2 separate regions of the Sus scrofa genome follow, and region 1 is linked to region 2. A link is a contact called in public HiChIP or PLAC-seq data. All regions are on one chromosome and are shown on one strand. The core of a region is the stretch at or near the end of the contact, and the rest is flanking DNA. Distances in the headings are between cores, read along the strand shown.

Region 1 (7,368 bases), core at 3,975-6,474, 480 kb before region 2:
GCCAAGGGCACAGCCAAAACAAAGAATAAAGGAAGAATTCAATGGAAGGCAAAGGAAGAATTGTCCAGATTTGGTTAAATAAGTGTGAGGGAGGAGCTGAAAAATTCACCAAGGTTTCCTGCAGATTTTTCACCCAGATGGTGGAGACAAAGGGAAGGGGGAAGAAAACAAGTTTTATTCAGGTCACTAGAGATGGTCAGGTAGAAACGAGCAGCAGTTAGAATGCGGTTCAGGAGTCCTGCTGTGGCTCAGCAGTAATGAACCTGACTAAGATCCATGAGGATGCGGGGTCAATCCCTGGCCTCGCGCAGTGGGTTAAGGATCCAGCATTGCCGAGAGCTGTGGTGTGGGTCAAAGGTGCGGCTCAGATCCCGAGTTGCTGTGGCTGTGGCGTAGGCCAGTGGCTACAGCTCCAATTGGACCCCTAGCCTGGGAACTTCTGTATGCCGCAGGTGTGGCCCTAAAAAGATAGGAAAAAAAAAAGAACTCCAGCTCAGGAAAAGAAGCTGAGAGGGAGACTTGGGAGTTTGGGAGTATGTAGAGCAGGAGAGGACCAAGGATAAAATGGTGGGGGTACATGGACATTTAGGGGAGCAGACAGAGGTAAGAGGAGAACCTAGGAGAGCAAAGCTCAGCAACTTCTTTGCCAGAAGAACAAACTAGTGGGTGGGTGGTAGATCGGTCAGCTACAGAGGCCAGAGTAGGATGAGGGCTGGATGAAAACTGGAGAGCTGGAATACATTATTAGATCTTTCTGCCCATCTCAGATTTACTTCAGAAGAGGGATGCTGGTGTGATGACAGGCTGGGCCACAGGCGTCTTCTGACGAGGGAGAGCCAGTGGGATTGTGGTGACAATGCCTCACTTATCCGCCCTTTCATCTGCCTGTGTCCCTTCCACTCAGAGCCCCGAAGCCAGGACAGGAGACGGCGGCAGCAGCCACTGACCCATCGCCCTGCTTCGAGCACCCTGGCCCCATCCCTGGCTCCTGCTCCTTCTCACCTAGCCTCTTCACAGAGCGTGGGCTCCTGCCTGCTGCCCAGCGCACTCAGCATATCAGGTCTGTACCCACTGCCGCTGAAATCTGGGTTGGCCGGCCTCCTTCCTTCCCTACCACCCAGGGTGTAGAGCAGGCTCCTGACTGGGCCTGAAGACGTCCCTCCAGCTCTGCTGCCATGTGACCCGGACCTCCTTCTTGAGGTGATGCAGGCTACTCCAGCCCTCCTGGATTACCCTATAAATGCCAAGCATCGATGCCCTTGTACAGGAAGCTGGAATTTAATGAACATTTTGTATAATAAAATAAGTTAACACTTACGGAGCATTTACTATGTGGCAGGCACTGCTCTAAGCACATTTCATTGAATCCTTATTTGTACTGTTGAGGACCCCGAGTACTTTTCCTACCTGCTGCTTATTCAGGCTCCCTGACTTCAGCAGCCGGGCAACGTTAGAAAAAAACTGAAGAGGGAAAAAAAAGCATAGGCCTTCCACCTGTCACCACTGCACAGGTTCTGTGGCTGTATCATCCCCCTAGAGCCTGGGACATGCATGTGCTCTTTTTAGGTTACAGCCCCAGCTGTGGAGAGGACTGCACGGGAGTGATGTCTAAGACTCCAGTCTAACATCCACCTCTCTCCGAGCCCACTACTCCCAAGCTGTTAACTCTGATGGGTAGTCCTGAATCCACCAGTCTTGACTACAGCTAACTTGATCCTTAAATGCTTATGCAAGTGATTGGGTTAACTCTAAAGTCTATAAATTCAGAGGAGTTCAGCTTCAGCGGGTTCTGATTCAAGCTCTGAGATGCTGCTCCACCCCTTGGACCAGACTATAGCGTGTGCCATGCTTCTCAACCAGGGGTGCTTTTGCTGACCAGCGACATTCGGCAGCATCTGGAGATTTTTCAGTTGTTATAATGGGGAGGGGGCAGGAAGAAATGCCACCTGCTGGGTAGAGGCCAGGGATGCTGCTAAACATCCTGAAATACAGGAGGCAGCCCTCCAACCCCCGCAACAGAGTTATCCAGCCCGAAATGTCAATATTACAAATACTGAGAAACCTTGGTCTAAAGGAAGTTACCTCTTCTCCATGGTCCCATCCTGATTATCAGTTTCCTTTGTTCCCTAGGGAGCAGCTGTCCATTCCTGTCCTCAGGGGACAAGCCAGAGGCTGTCATGGTGATTGGGAAAGGTCTGCTAGGGCCTGGACCTCGGATCCCCTGTATCAGGACCCGACTGCAGGTAACATTTTTGGGTCTTCTTCAGTCCCCAACATAACAACTCTGGCAGAGCTGTTCACTGGGTAGCGGGAGGGAAGATGCCCAGCACTGCTTTACACGCTCTGCCCACATCCACGGCAGGGAGCCGCTCTGTTGCGTGACTGCCTGTCTGTCCAGTGCCCCCATCCCCTTCAGCCAGGTCTCTTGCTTGCTTCCAACCCCAGTATCCCTGCCAGATACACCCTGACCTCAGCTTCCTTGCTTTGGCTTTGCCTGCCCCTGCCCTTAGCTTCTCCTCTCTTTCTGCCCAGACCTGCCCGAGGAGAGTTCCCGCCAGGAGGGGTCCCGGATTCCCCAGGTAACACATCTGGTTGCTGCTCCTAGGAACAGTCCAGACCCCACGCTAGGCTGACTAAAGTTGGGAACAGGCAGAAGCCAACTGGATGGGTGAAGCTTACACTGCTCTGGCAGGGGCTGAGGCACAGAAGGCTGAGGGAGACCTACTACTCCTCCATCTTTCCACACCATGCTTCTCTACTCAGCCAGACCTCGGCCATGGTACAGCCATGGAGGTTGAATGCTGGAACCTTTTGCCTCCCCTAGTTAACTATAGTCATAGACTGAGCCCAAGTGTCTCCTAGGTATGATCCCCCCTGCCCTCTCCCTTAGGGCCAGTGCCCAGGAATTCAAGGTCCTAGTACCTGTGTCGACCCCTATACTACACTCATACATGTGGAAACTCTGAAAGGAGTCCTAGAAGCAAAAAAGTCCATGGAAGACTCCAGCCTCTTAGCCCACCCCCTGTCCACACAGGCTAGGCCCAGGTTGGGCCGGGGCTCACCGCCGACTCGCAGAGGGATGAGAGGCTCTTCGGGCCCCACATCCCCTATCCCCCGGACCAGGGAGAGCAGTGAGCCGGAGCCGGGACCCCACTCGACACCACGGTGAGCCCCAGGGTCCCGTCCCTCACCCCACCTCTCACTTCTCCCCCCTCATTCCCATTTCTGCCATTCACCGTCATTTTCTTCCTTCCCTCTCCCAAAAGACTGAATGTACTTTCATTAAGAATCTAGTCCCTGACTTTTTCCTCATCATGCCCACAGTCTTCACTCCAACAGACAAAAGAACAATTTCTAGTTAGGGCCTAAGGCCCAGGAGCTGGTCGGTTCCAGTATCAGACCACTGTGCAGTACTCAACCTGCCTATCCGCCCGCATCTGGCCTCTCTCGTCCCCCAGCCCCTGGCTAACAGACCAGAGCAGAGCAGAGTTTTCACAACCCTGACTCCTCTCTTTTTTCTGTTGCAGGCTGCCTCAGGCTGGGCCTCCACGGCCCCGCTCTGCCCCTGCCTTTTCTCCTATTTCCTGTAGTCTGTCTGACTCCCAGTCCCGGATTTGTTACAGTGGGGGGCCCTTGGGCCAGACTGAGGTTTGTTTTGTTCCTAAATCTCCCCCACTCACTGTTTCTCCCCGGGTCTGACGTCTTGACGTTCACGCCCAGGATAGAGCCCCCAAGATAGGGAACATAGACATATGCGAGTCCCCTTTCTCAGCTGCTGATTCCATGTGACAATTATAACTCCTCGGAATGCCAGCCTCACTGTTCTGAGGCACTGCATCACCTTGAAACAAGACAAAGCAGGGACCTGCCACCCCTTCCCTCCCTCCACAGCACAAGATTTTGGGACCACACACACACACAAAAATCTATATTTTTATATTGGGGGGAGGGAGTAGAAAAGAAAGCAGCCCCTATACTGGGCCCTACTCAGTGGCAGCTTCTTGTTCCATAGGGTTAAGGAAGACTTTGAGGAAATAAAAGTTGTTTGGAAAAATCCAGGTGTAGTTGCTTTGTATGCTGTGATGGTTAGAAGGGATGAAGTGAAGTGTGAAGGCCCCTCACCCTCCATCTTGCCTCAGACTATGTCCTGGAACCCTAGAAAAGAGGGGGAAAGACCTAAGGTAAGGAAAACGCTGCAGCCTTCCTCTGGGGCAACCCTTCAGGAATCAACTCCCATCCAGCTTGTTCCCCGCTAACAATTGTGACCCACACAGAATGGCTGGTTTTCAAGCTCTTCACACCACCCCCCTCCTATGCCCCATTCTTTTCTATGACTTGGGTCTACAGTGGCTACCCCCTAAATCAGTGCCGTGCCTCTCTAATAGAATTCTCTATCTTTACAACCCCTCACAAGAAAAAAAGTTAGGCCTAAAAACCTTGTAAAAGTGAGAACTATTTACAAGGAGAGCCCAAATTCTCCTACATGGATGGCATCCTCAGTACCTTTAGTCCTTCACGTGTCAATACCCCCTTACACCATACTGTCAACTTGGGCATCTGGGGAACACATGAAGATGGGGATTGAGGGGGGGTTGGGAAACCCACCCCCGTTCTAGCAGGGAGCAGTTTAAGAAGGAGGGGGAAAGGCACTCACTACTCCGTGCAGATTAAGGGGCCCAGTTCTGGACTGTAACATGCTTAGCCCAACACTTTCTGATTTGAAGTTTCAAACCCTGCAGACCCTGGCGCGGCCGGCCTCGCCCCTCCACTCTCCGGGGCTAGGCGCTACAGCCCCGGACCGTTACCTGGGGCGGAGAAAGCGCCACTTTCATTCCTGCTTCTTGGGGTTGTTGACGGCCACGTAGTGATAGAGAACGACAAGCAGGAAGAGCGACACGCCCAACATGTTGGCGAAGATGGCGAGTTGCACGTCCGTGATCATACTGCGGAGAAGAAGGAGGACTGAGCCTCGGGCCGACGCACTCCTCACCCAGAACGGGAGCCGTCCTCGCCCCCCTGGTCCAGTCACCGCCGATGGGCCGTGGACCGCGCCTGCGTGCCTCTCACCTGATCAGCTGGGCTCGGCTGCGACAAGGTCTGCGAACCAGCTCGAGGTAGGAGACCTGGACCGGAAGTTGGTCGCTCCAGCTCCGTCCCAAATCAGGCACTTCCGGCCGTGCGGCGCAGCTGGTACGGGCTCTCTAGCTCCCGCGTCTCGCCTGCTCCTGCGGCGCAGTCGTGAGGGGCGGGGTCTTGGGCGGAGCTGCGGAGGGACTGGCTGAGGAGGGCGTGGGCTGGCGCGGCGCAGCTGGTTGCAGCTGGCTGGGCCGGGGACGCGGTTGGCGCCGCCGGGGCAGCCTGCCCCGAGCCCAGGGTGGGCTAGGGCGAGGATGTGGCAGCAGGGCCGGGCGACGGGCTCGACCGGACCCTAGACTCCAGCCTCCGCCTTCTGTCCCGGGCCCTCGCACTACGGCCCACCCTTTGCTTCCCGGCCCGGCCAGGTGCTTCCTTTACGCTCTGCCCTCCGGAGCCCCTCCCTTGCCCGGTCGGCTGGGGGAGCGATGAGAGACGGTGCAGAATGGGGACAGGGCTGGGGCGTCCGAGTACCTCTCCTCGGCGCCAGCCTTTCTGCCCCGCATCCGCCAAGTAGAGCGATCCTGCCTGTGATCCGATCTGGCCAGTGCCTCCCTTACCCGGACTCCCTTCCCTCCATCCCACCCCCAGAGGTGGGCGTCGGAAATAGGGCGGACCCTCCCGGAATCAAAACCCAAACCGTGGGACTTCAGCCAAGTGGGAAATCACCCCCCGGATGTGAGGGGGGAGGAAAAGGAGGAAGGGCTGGAACCAGCAAGAGGGTCGTGTGGGTTACAAGCAGAGTGGGCCACCGAAGAGAAAAAAGAAAGCTGACAGTGGGTAGATGTCCGAGGGTCTCTGGTGAGGGGAGAGGCCCTCTGGGGCTCTACAACCCTCGGCCCAGCCAGAACGTGCTCCCCCCTCACTCCTTGCTTTCCCTCAGCTTCACCATAAAAGGGAACGGCACTGCGCCAGGCTGGGGCGGGGGCTGGGCTGTTGCTCTGGAGCTGTCAGGGGTAATGGAAGCCAGTTGCTTTGCGGTAGAGGGGGGCCAGGGCTCAGGGGACGCCTCTGCTTCTCTGAGCCAAAGAAAACTACAGGAGCTGCTATGGGGCTGGAACAGCTGGGTAAGGGAACCTACTTCTGCCTGTGTGCACCGCCAGCTAGGGCGGTCTTCCTTGTCCTGGGACCCCCAGCAGTTTGTCCTCCATGCTCTAGCCCAGTGACTCCTAAGCTGTGCCTTTAGCAGTCTATAGTTCCCTTTGCCTCCCCTATTTTATTACCCAGCCCCTGCTCAATATTTCCCAGACGTTTCCTATTTAAAACCCCCAGCCCATGTCCCCTCCATGTACCAGTGAAACCCCAGCCATGTACTACCCCCTCATGTGTTCCTTGGTGAGCAGCCTGTTCCCAGCTCTGCCTGGGAGAACGAGGGTCTAGGTTGTGAAGGATAACACACATTGTGTTTTGTGTCTCCTGGAAATTTGGAGCAGATCCAAGTGCAACCAAACATTTAGATCTACTGTTGAAACAGAACTAGATCCTGGAAAGTAGACTTTCTAGACTGCAAATGACATGGGGGAAGGTTTTGGAAGTGCTTCTGCTTTCCAAGGCTAGCCTGAAACCAGCTGACCCAAGTGCAGGGAAACTAGACTCTTGGAGCCGAAGGGGGGCTTTGAGATCACTTTATAAAGAAGGGAACTGAGGACCAGAAGGTAACTGATTTGACCAAGTTTCTATAAATGGTCATTGATTTGGCCATTTCTATAAATGGTCACTTGATCCTCCTTCCTCTGTTCCATCCGCCTTGTCAGGCTGTGGACTCAATAGATTGTCTAGGGTCAAGGACAGGCAGAAAATGATTTGTTTTAGAACCATCCAAAAATGCCCTTCACCTCCCAGAACTTCCTGTGCCTAGGTCAGCGAGTCTTTATCAGCCTTGAATGGGTCATTTCAGCCTCGAATGGGTCATTTGGCCTCATGCCTGGAGGAACATTTTAACTAAGTTTAAAATGGTCTCCAGGACTAAACTAGACTCAGCTAAGAACTCACAAACCTTGGACAAAGCTGGGGGTAGAAAAATAGGTGGGAAGTGAGACAGGCGAAGCCTCATCTTGGGGGGAATTGAGGGAGAGAGGATTGAGGGGGGCGCGGGGGACATGTGTGGAGCTTCATCTCTGTGATGAGTGCGACTTTTTTTAACTCTTTTTTTTTTCTTTCTTTTCTTTTTAGGGCCACACCTGAAGCATAAGGAGGTTCCCAGGCTAGGGGCTGAATCCGAGCTATAGCTGCCAG
Region 2 (7,264 bases), core at 40-2,539:
TGGAGTTCCCGTCATGGTTCAGGGGTTAACGAATCCGACTGGGAACCATGAGGTTGTGGGTTCGATTCCTGGTCTTGCTCAGTGGGTTAAGGATCCAGCGTTGCCGTGAGCTGTGTGTGGTGTAGGTCGCCGACGCGGCTCGGATCTGGCATTGCTGTGGCTGTGGCATACGCTGGCAGCTACAGCTCCTATTAGAGCCCTAGCCTGGGAACGTCCATATACCAGGGCTTCGGCCCTAGAAAAGACAAACAACAATAAAAAACAAATATTTGGAAGCACCTATGATGTTCCTCACACAAGGCACCGGCATCGGGAATAGGACTAAGGGTAAAGACGTTGAGAGTGTAGTTTACAACCCACACTACGCCTTCACCGCAACCCTGCGAGGTAGTATCTCAAATGTAAAGAGGAGAGAACAGGTTTAGAGAACTTAAGTGGCCTGGCCACAATATACACCGCCAGCGGGTGGCAGAACCTGGGCTTGAAACCCAGATCTCAAGGCTTAACTGCACACTACAGGCACTCCGAAGGGCCGCAGAAGCCATCTGGCCGGTCGGGAGTTAGGGCATAGGGCTCGGCTCTTCCACCACCTTTCCGGGTGCCCAAGGCGCTTTGAGGGGAGGGATGCGCTCCTTCAGTACCTACTTGACAAACTCGGCAACCAAACGTTCCTCCCCCAAGCCTCGGCGCAGCTCCTTTGGGGAGGCCGTCAGGGAGCCAGCGCTAGAGCCGGGGGCCGGCGACACGCGGACACCGCGTCGCAGTCTAGAGGGTTTTCCCAGTTTCTCCCGACGGGTCTCTGGAGGTCTCGGAGCGGCCCAGCAACTCCGGGGCTCGCATACAGCCCGGGTCCTGGCCTGTCCAGCTCTGAGCCGCTTAACCTCCTCGGCTGCCGGACCAGCCCTAGCGGCTGGTTCTCCCGCGGCTCGGTTTCCTGCTCGCAGCGGGTCGGCAGGAAAACGCCCTCTCTTGACTCTCGTACTGTGTGAGCCCGGGGGTCCCCTGTCCTCCCACCCGCCTGGGGTCCGCAGCTGTGTCCTTAGCAGGCCTCGCCCGACGACGGTGAGCTGCTCTGGGGCTGACCCCTTCCAGTTGTCGTCCCAGTGTCTCCACCTCCCCGTCTCTGTCCCTAGTTGGGCCCCCATCCGGGTCCGGACGGACAGACACTAAGGCGCACGTCTCTCCCCTTGGTCCTGCCCTCCCGGGCCAGTTGGGTTTGGTTCGGTTCGGTTCGGTTTGGTTCTAGTCTCATTCAGCGTCCCGAACCTCGCGGGAGTCTCTCTAGCTACGACCGTCTCTATGGTCGAGTGGGCGGAGCCAGGAGCAAGATGGCTGCGCCCGAAGCTGCCACGGTGCCGCAAGCTTCCGGGGGTCCCCGGGCTCCGGCGTGCCTGTTGGTGCTGGGAATGGCGGGGTCTGGGAAAACCACCTTTGTACAGGTGACCTACACGGCGCGGGCGGAGTAGGGGCGCGGTGGAAGTTGTCTGTGGCGGGCGTAAGGCCAGGGAGAAAGGGAGGGAGATCTCTGGGGAGTTGGAGGGTACCGGCGCCAGGCTTTTAGGGTCTTGCCAGCAACTCCGGTTCCTTCCTCGGTGAACCCTTCTCAGATCCTCACTTGGGTTCATTTAGCCTCTTTCTGAGCCCCCTCAGTGCCTACGAGGTATGACCGTACTTGAAATTGTCTTGTCGGCCAACTCCTCAAAGGTAGAGGCTTACAAGGAATCCTGGCAGGTAATACAGTGCTAGCACACAGGCTTTCGGTGTAGATTCCTAAAGAATTCTATCTGGGGTGCCTCCTGTGTGTCAGGCACTGGGGATACAGCGGAAATGAAGTAACAAGGTTCCCGCTTAGGTGGAATTTAAGTTTTGTGGGAGATATGGAAACCCCGTCGTCCCCCCCGCCCCCCTAGTCAATACTTGATGGAGAGTACGATGTGTGATGAAGAAACGTTGCATTCAACTGAGAGTGATTGTTGGAGGTGGAGATCAGAGGTGGATATTTAAGGTAGAGGGAAATGCAAGTGCAAAATTCCTCTGGTAAGTTGGATAGAGGGGTGGGAGTTCTCTCTTGGTTCTGTATCATGCCTCTTGGTCTCAGTCTATCCCTCTCTCCATATCTCTGCAGAGGCTCACCGGACATCTGCATAGTCAAGGCTCTCCACCTTATGTGATCAACCTGGACCCAGCTGTGCATGAAGTTCCCTTTCCTGCCAATATTGGTGAGTAAACTGTACCAGAACTGGTGTGAAGTTTCTCAGAGAGTGGAAAACTGTCAGCCTATCCATCAGGCTTAAATGCTTTCATTTTTGATGTTGTCTAGCATTTCCCTTGGATTTGCTAGCATCCTTAGGCTTCTTCCCGATGATCATTTTCTCTTTGTTTACTCCTTCCCCCTTTCTAAATTTCTTTCCTTATCACCTACCATTTTCATTACCTCTCTTTGACTTTAGGGTGTGAGACTATGGTATTTGGGAAAATGAAGTGACAGAAAGTCAGTCTTTTGGCTTCTAAGCTGTAAATCCTTCAGCAGGCTCTGATACATAAACCTTGTTTTTATAGTTTCTTCCAGTTTGGATGATTTTTTTTTTTTTTTTTTTTTTTTTTTTTTTTTTTTTTTTTTTTTTTTTTTTTTTTTTTTTTTTTTTTTTTTTTTTTTTTTTTTTTTTTTTTTTTTTTTTTTTTTTTTTTTTTTTTTTTTTTTTTTTTTTTTTTTTTTTTTTTTTTTTTTTTTTTTTTTTTTTTTTTTTTTTTTTTTTTTTTTTTTTTTTTTTTTTTTTTTTTTTTTTTTTTTTTTTTTTTTTGGAGCATGAGTGTCTTGAACAGTAATTTGCTTACTGCAGTAGTTTGCTTTCAAAGTTACATGGAGAAATGTGTGTAAATATGCCTGTATGTGGTTGTGCGAGACGTTCCCTCCCTGTTATCATCAGACTTGACTATAAAAAAGATTAAGAATGGATATGATGCAGAGTCCTGATTCTTGATAGGATCTAGGCATCCTGATCTCCACAGACTATTCCTGGGTATTAGGCTTTTCCCTACTGGTTTCTTTTTAATTCTATTAAGCTTGTACTCCAGTGCTGATAAAGGAAAACTTTGTATTAAGAAGCAGAAATCATTATGGGAAGAGTTTTGGGAAAAAAAGTTCCCATCGTTTCACTTAAAGGATGGAACTCTAATAGTTGATGGAGAAGGTCTGCTGACTGCTAGATAGGTTTGGTTAGATATTACTGGACAGATCAATTTTTAAAATTTTAAATTCCATCCACATAATTTTTTTCTGATTTTATTGAGGTATAATTGATATGCAGCATTGTATATGATGAAGTTGTACAGCATAATGATTTGATTTACATACTCCTGAAGTGGTTACCATAGTTTAGTGAACATTTATCATCTCATATAGATACAAAATTAAAGAATAGAAAAAAAGTTTGTTTTCCTTGTGAATGAGAACTCTTAGCAACTTTCATTTATAGTGTAGAACAGTGCTCATTACATTTATAACGTTGTGTATAAATCCCTAGCATTTATTCATATTAGCACCGGAAGTTAGTACTTTTTTTTTTTTTTTTTTTTTTGGTCTTTTTGCCTTTTCCAGGCTGCTTCCATGGCATATGGAGGTTCCCAGGCTAGGGGTCGAATCAGAACTACAGCTGCCGGCCTAGGCCATAGCCATGGCAATGAGGGATCTGAGCCATGTCTGTGACCTACACCACAGCTCACAGCAACACCAGATCCTTAACCCACTGAGCGAGGCCAGGGATCAAACCCACAACCTCATGGTTCCTAGTCGGATCCGCTTCCACTGTGTCACAATGGGAACTCCAACCTTTATAAAAATATTATCTGTATTACTTTTGTTATCAGTAAACGAAGAGTAAGGAAATAAACCTTTTTTCTTGATTTAGCTCCCCTTTTCTATGAATGTGGTCAGTAGGTATTTAAATTGTATATAACTTTCCTCCTTGTCTCAGACCATCCTTACTGTAGCTTGAGAGAACTCCTAGCCTAACATTTTTATTGGCAGTTACTTAGCAGTTATCCTTGGCTGTAAGGAAGGGAACCAGTGTGAAGCTGGAGAAATTGCTAGAAGACAGTACTGACAACAGAAGCCTCAAAAGCTAGTTTCAGTTTCTTGTTGGGAGGGAAGGTACTTAGAGGATACCTTCTGTCCTCCTAGTCTCCTCCTGATCTTACTTCTTTGATTATCACAATTCTGTGATCTTAGCTTGAAAATTTATTCTATTATTTTTTTTGTCTTTTTGCCTTTTCTAGGGCCGCATCCACGGCATATGGAGGTTCCCAGGCTAGGGGTCCAATTGGGCCTGTAGCTGCCGGCCTATGCCACAGGCACAGCAACGTGGGATCCGAGCTGCATCTGTGACCTACACCACAGCTCATGGCAATGCCGGATCCTTAACCCACTGAGCAAGGCCAGGGATCGAACCTGCAACCTCTTGGTTCCTAGTCAGATTTGTTAACCACTGAGCCACGACAGGAACTCCCTTAGCTTGAAAATTTAGAAAACAGATTTGAAAAGTAACTCGGGTGCTAAGAGAGAAACTGATTTGTTTCCTTAGAGAAAGCAGAGATGACTTGAGAGACCTGTGGCTTAGATATTATGGGTGGAGAGTCTTAAATTGTATTGTTTCTTTTTCTTTCTTTTTTTTTTTTTTTTGTCTTTTTGCCATTTCTTGGGCCGCTCCTGCGGCCCGTGGAGATTCCCACACCAGGGGTCAAATCGGAGCTGTAGCCACTGGCCTACGCCAGAACCACAACAACTCGGGATCTGAGCCGCATCTGCGACCTACACCACAGCTCACGGCAACGCCGGATCCTTAATCCACTGAGCAAGGCCAGGGATCGAACCCGCAACCTCATTGTTCCTAGTCGGATTCGTTAACCACTGATCCATGATGGGAACTCCTGTATTGTTTCTTATGTGCTAAATTCCAGCTCATTCTTTCTTTTTTTCCCCCCAGATATTCGTGACACTGTGAAGTATAAAGAAGTCATGAAACAGTATCCTTTTCCACATCTGCTTGGTTGGCTCATCCCTGGCTAGTTACAGTCCATATATTGTGTGGCTTTGAAAAAGTGTTTGTGCCTTTCTTTGTGAAATATGCCAGTAAAAGCACTTGATCGCTTTCAAGTAATTTTATGGAGAGGAGGGAGGATGAATATGGGGAGAGGCATTGTAGGTGATTAGAAATCCTCGCTCAGCTTGTGAGTTCCATTTTCTGCCATTGTCTCAAACAGCAGGCTGCTGTAATTAGAGAGCATGGAGAATGAGAGGCTGGCTGGGGGTGTGTCTGGGTCCTAGAAGATAATATTGTCCTGGTCCATACATCCATTGGCCATCATCTTCTTAGACTGGGAAACTCAAAGATTAGTAGAATCAACTCTTAGTCCATTTGCTGTGTGAATTGACTTACTTTTCCTGTAGGTAAGTCTAGGTAAGAAGACTAATTCTAATCCACGGGTGGTTTAATGAGTAGGAAGACCAGTGCAAGGGGTGGTATAGAGATGGTTTTCATGGTTAATGCTATCAGGCTGTCACTGCCTGACACATCTCTCTGTTCCATTTTGGTTCCATTTTGCATGGCCATCCCTAAATGTTACCAATGAGTGAGCTAGATGTCAATAATGAATGTTTCTCAGTGGGGTTAAGTAAGATTTTGTGGTACATACTAGTCAATGGAACATTAATGTAATGTGCTTTTTTGGGTGCCAGATTATCTAGATATGAACTTTATCACTTAAACTGATCTATAAGCAGTTTAAATCCTCAACTTAGTGTCTAGGTATGGACTTGGACCGAACGGCGGCATAGTGACCTCACTCAATCTCTTTGCTACCAGATTTGATCAGGTATGTCTTTATTTATGTAGACGTGGCTGTGTCAAAACCTGTGACTCTTAAATGCCTTAGCTTGACCACACTGGGAAAGAAGGGCAGTCCAGCTGCATGTCAGTATAGAGCATAAGGAGGCATTTTGATGGACAGAGAAGGAGGCTGTGAGAGGATGATCACCAGAGTGAGAGACTTCACATTGAACAATTGCAGCAGCCAGTAAAACAGACACCCAAGAGGCCTGGCTTCTTTTTTTTGGCTACTCCGTGGCATATGAAGTTCCCAGGCCAGGAATCAGCACTGGGCTGGGGATCAAACCTGCGTCCTGGCACTACAGAGACACCATTGATCCTGCAGCGCCACAGCGGGAACTCCCTGGGTTCTCTTCTGGAACTGTTGTTGGCTTGCAGTATTACCCTGAGGGTAAGGTGGAGGGATGGGGAGTGAGATGGAGGCATGGAACAATAATGGGCTTTTTACTTGTGACAAGTGGTTGTCGTCTGTTAGGTTTTCTCTGTCATATTCTACTTCCTTAAGAGTCTTTTGGAGGAGTTGCTTCTGTGACACAGTGGGTTTAAGGATCCGGCATTGCCGCAGCTGTGGCATAGGTCACAGCTGTGGCTTGGATTTGATCCTTGGCTCAAGAACTTCCATATGCTGAGGGTGCAGCTGAAAAAGAAAAAAAAAAAAACAAAACAAAACAAAGTGTTTTGCAACCATTAACTTTTTACCCTGATTTCACTTAATGAGACAGGCTGTTAACTTGTTACTGACAGTGATCAAATCTTAACTCCTGAGGTTTTTGCCCTGTGTTCCAGAATGTTGTGGGTCTGCAGATGTGGCTGTGTTTCTTTGGTTCCCTGAGCCTGTTAGTTGGTATCCTCAGGCGGAGAACATAGAGAATCAGTGGTTTATGATGCCTAAGAGGTGGGCCACTCTGGAAAGAGCCCTGTGATTTTCTTGTTGAACTTGGATCCTGTTGTAATTGGCATTTTTTTCTTTTAGGTGATGAAATTCATTGAGAAGGCCCAGAACACATCTAAGTGAGTGGTTTCAGTCTAATGCCTGTTTAATACTTTGTAGTTCTAATGTTTCTCAGTTTTTTGAAGTTATTTGGGGATGCTGTCAAATTCTGAAAGGGTATAATTTGAGATGAAACTATGTTAACTGAAAAAATCGGGGGCAAGAAGACAGTTAAGATGCTTTACAGTGTAGGAGTTCCTGTTGTGGTTCATTGGGGTAAGAATCTGACACAGCGTATGTGGAAATGTGGATTCAATCTCTGGCCTTGCTAAATGGGTTAAGGATCTGGTGTTGCCTGCAAGCTGCGGCGTAGGTTGCAGAAACAGCTCAGACCCTGCGTTGCTGTGCCTGTGGCACAGGCTGGCAGCTGCAGCTCCAATTCTACCCC

The links. HiChIP or PLAC-seq counts read pairs in DNA pulled down with a chosen protein or histone mark.
Region 1: an H3K27ac HiChIP or PLAC-seq map of alveolar macrophages shows a contact between it and region 2. The contact joins the promoter of OST4 here to the promoter of GPN1 in region 2. A contact is called at or near these places in 1 of 5 promoter capture datasets (fetal liver) and 1 of 2 datasets of contacts at active chromatin or transcription factors (alveolar macrophages).

The regions. Positions count from the first base shown.
Region 1 is chr3:112,043,972-112,051,339 of Sscrofa11.1, reverse strand. OST4 (dolichyl-diphosphooligosaccharide--protein glycosyltransferase subunit 4) reads right to left here and starts at 5,224. Exons shown (of 3, transcript XM_003125307.4): 1 at 5,068-5,224; 2 at 4,806-4,943. The coding sequence starts at 4,942. The coding sequence ends at 4,829. AGBL5 (cytosolic carboxypeptidase-like protein 5) reads left to right here. Exons shown (of 16, transcript XM_021087715.1): 13 at 905-1,060; 14 at 2,131-2,243; 15 at 3,035-3,165; 16 at 3,528-4,106. The coding sequence ends at 3,699.
Region 2 is chr3:111,559,090-111,566,353 of Sscrofa11.1, reverse strand. GPN1 (GPN-loop GTPase 1) reads left to right here and starts at 1,289. Exons shown (of 14, transcript XM_003125289.5): 1 at 1,289-1,439; 2 at 2,126-2,219; 3 at 4,983-5,022; 4 at 5,805-5,871; 5 at 6,859-6,896. The coding sequence starts at 1,329. CCDC121 (coiled-coil domain-containing protein 121) reads right to left here and starts at 1,309. Exons shown (of 2, transcript XM_003125283.3): 1 at 646-1,309. The coding sequence starts at 1,145.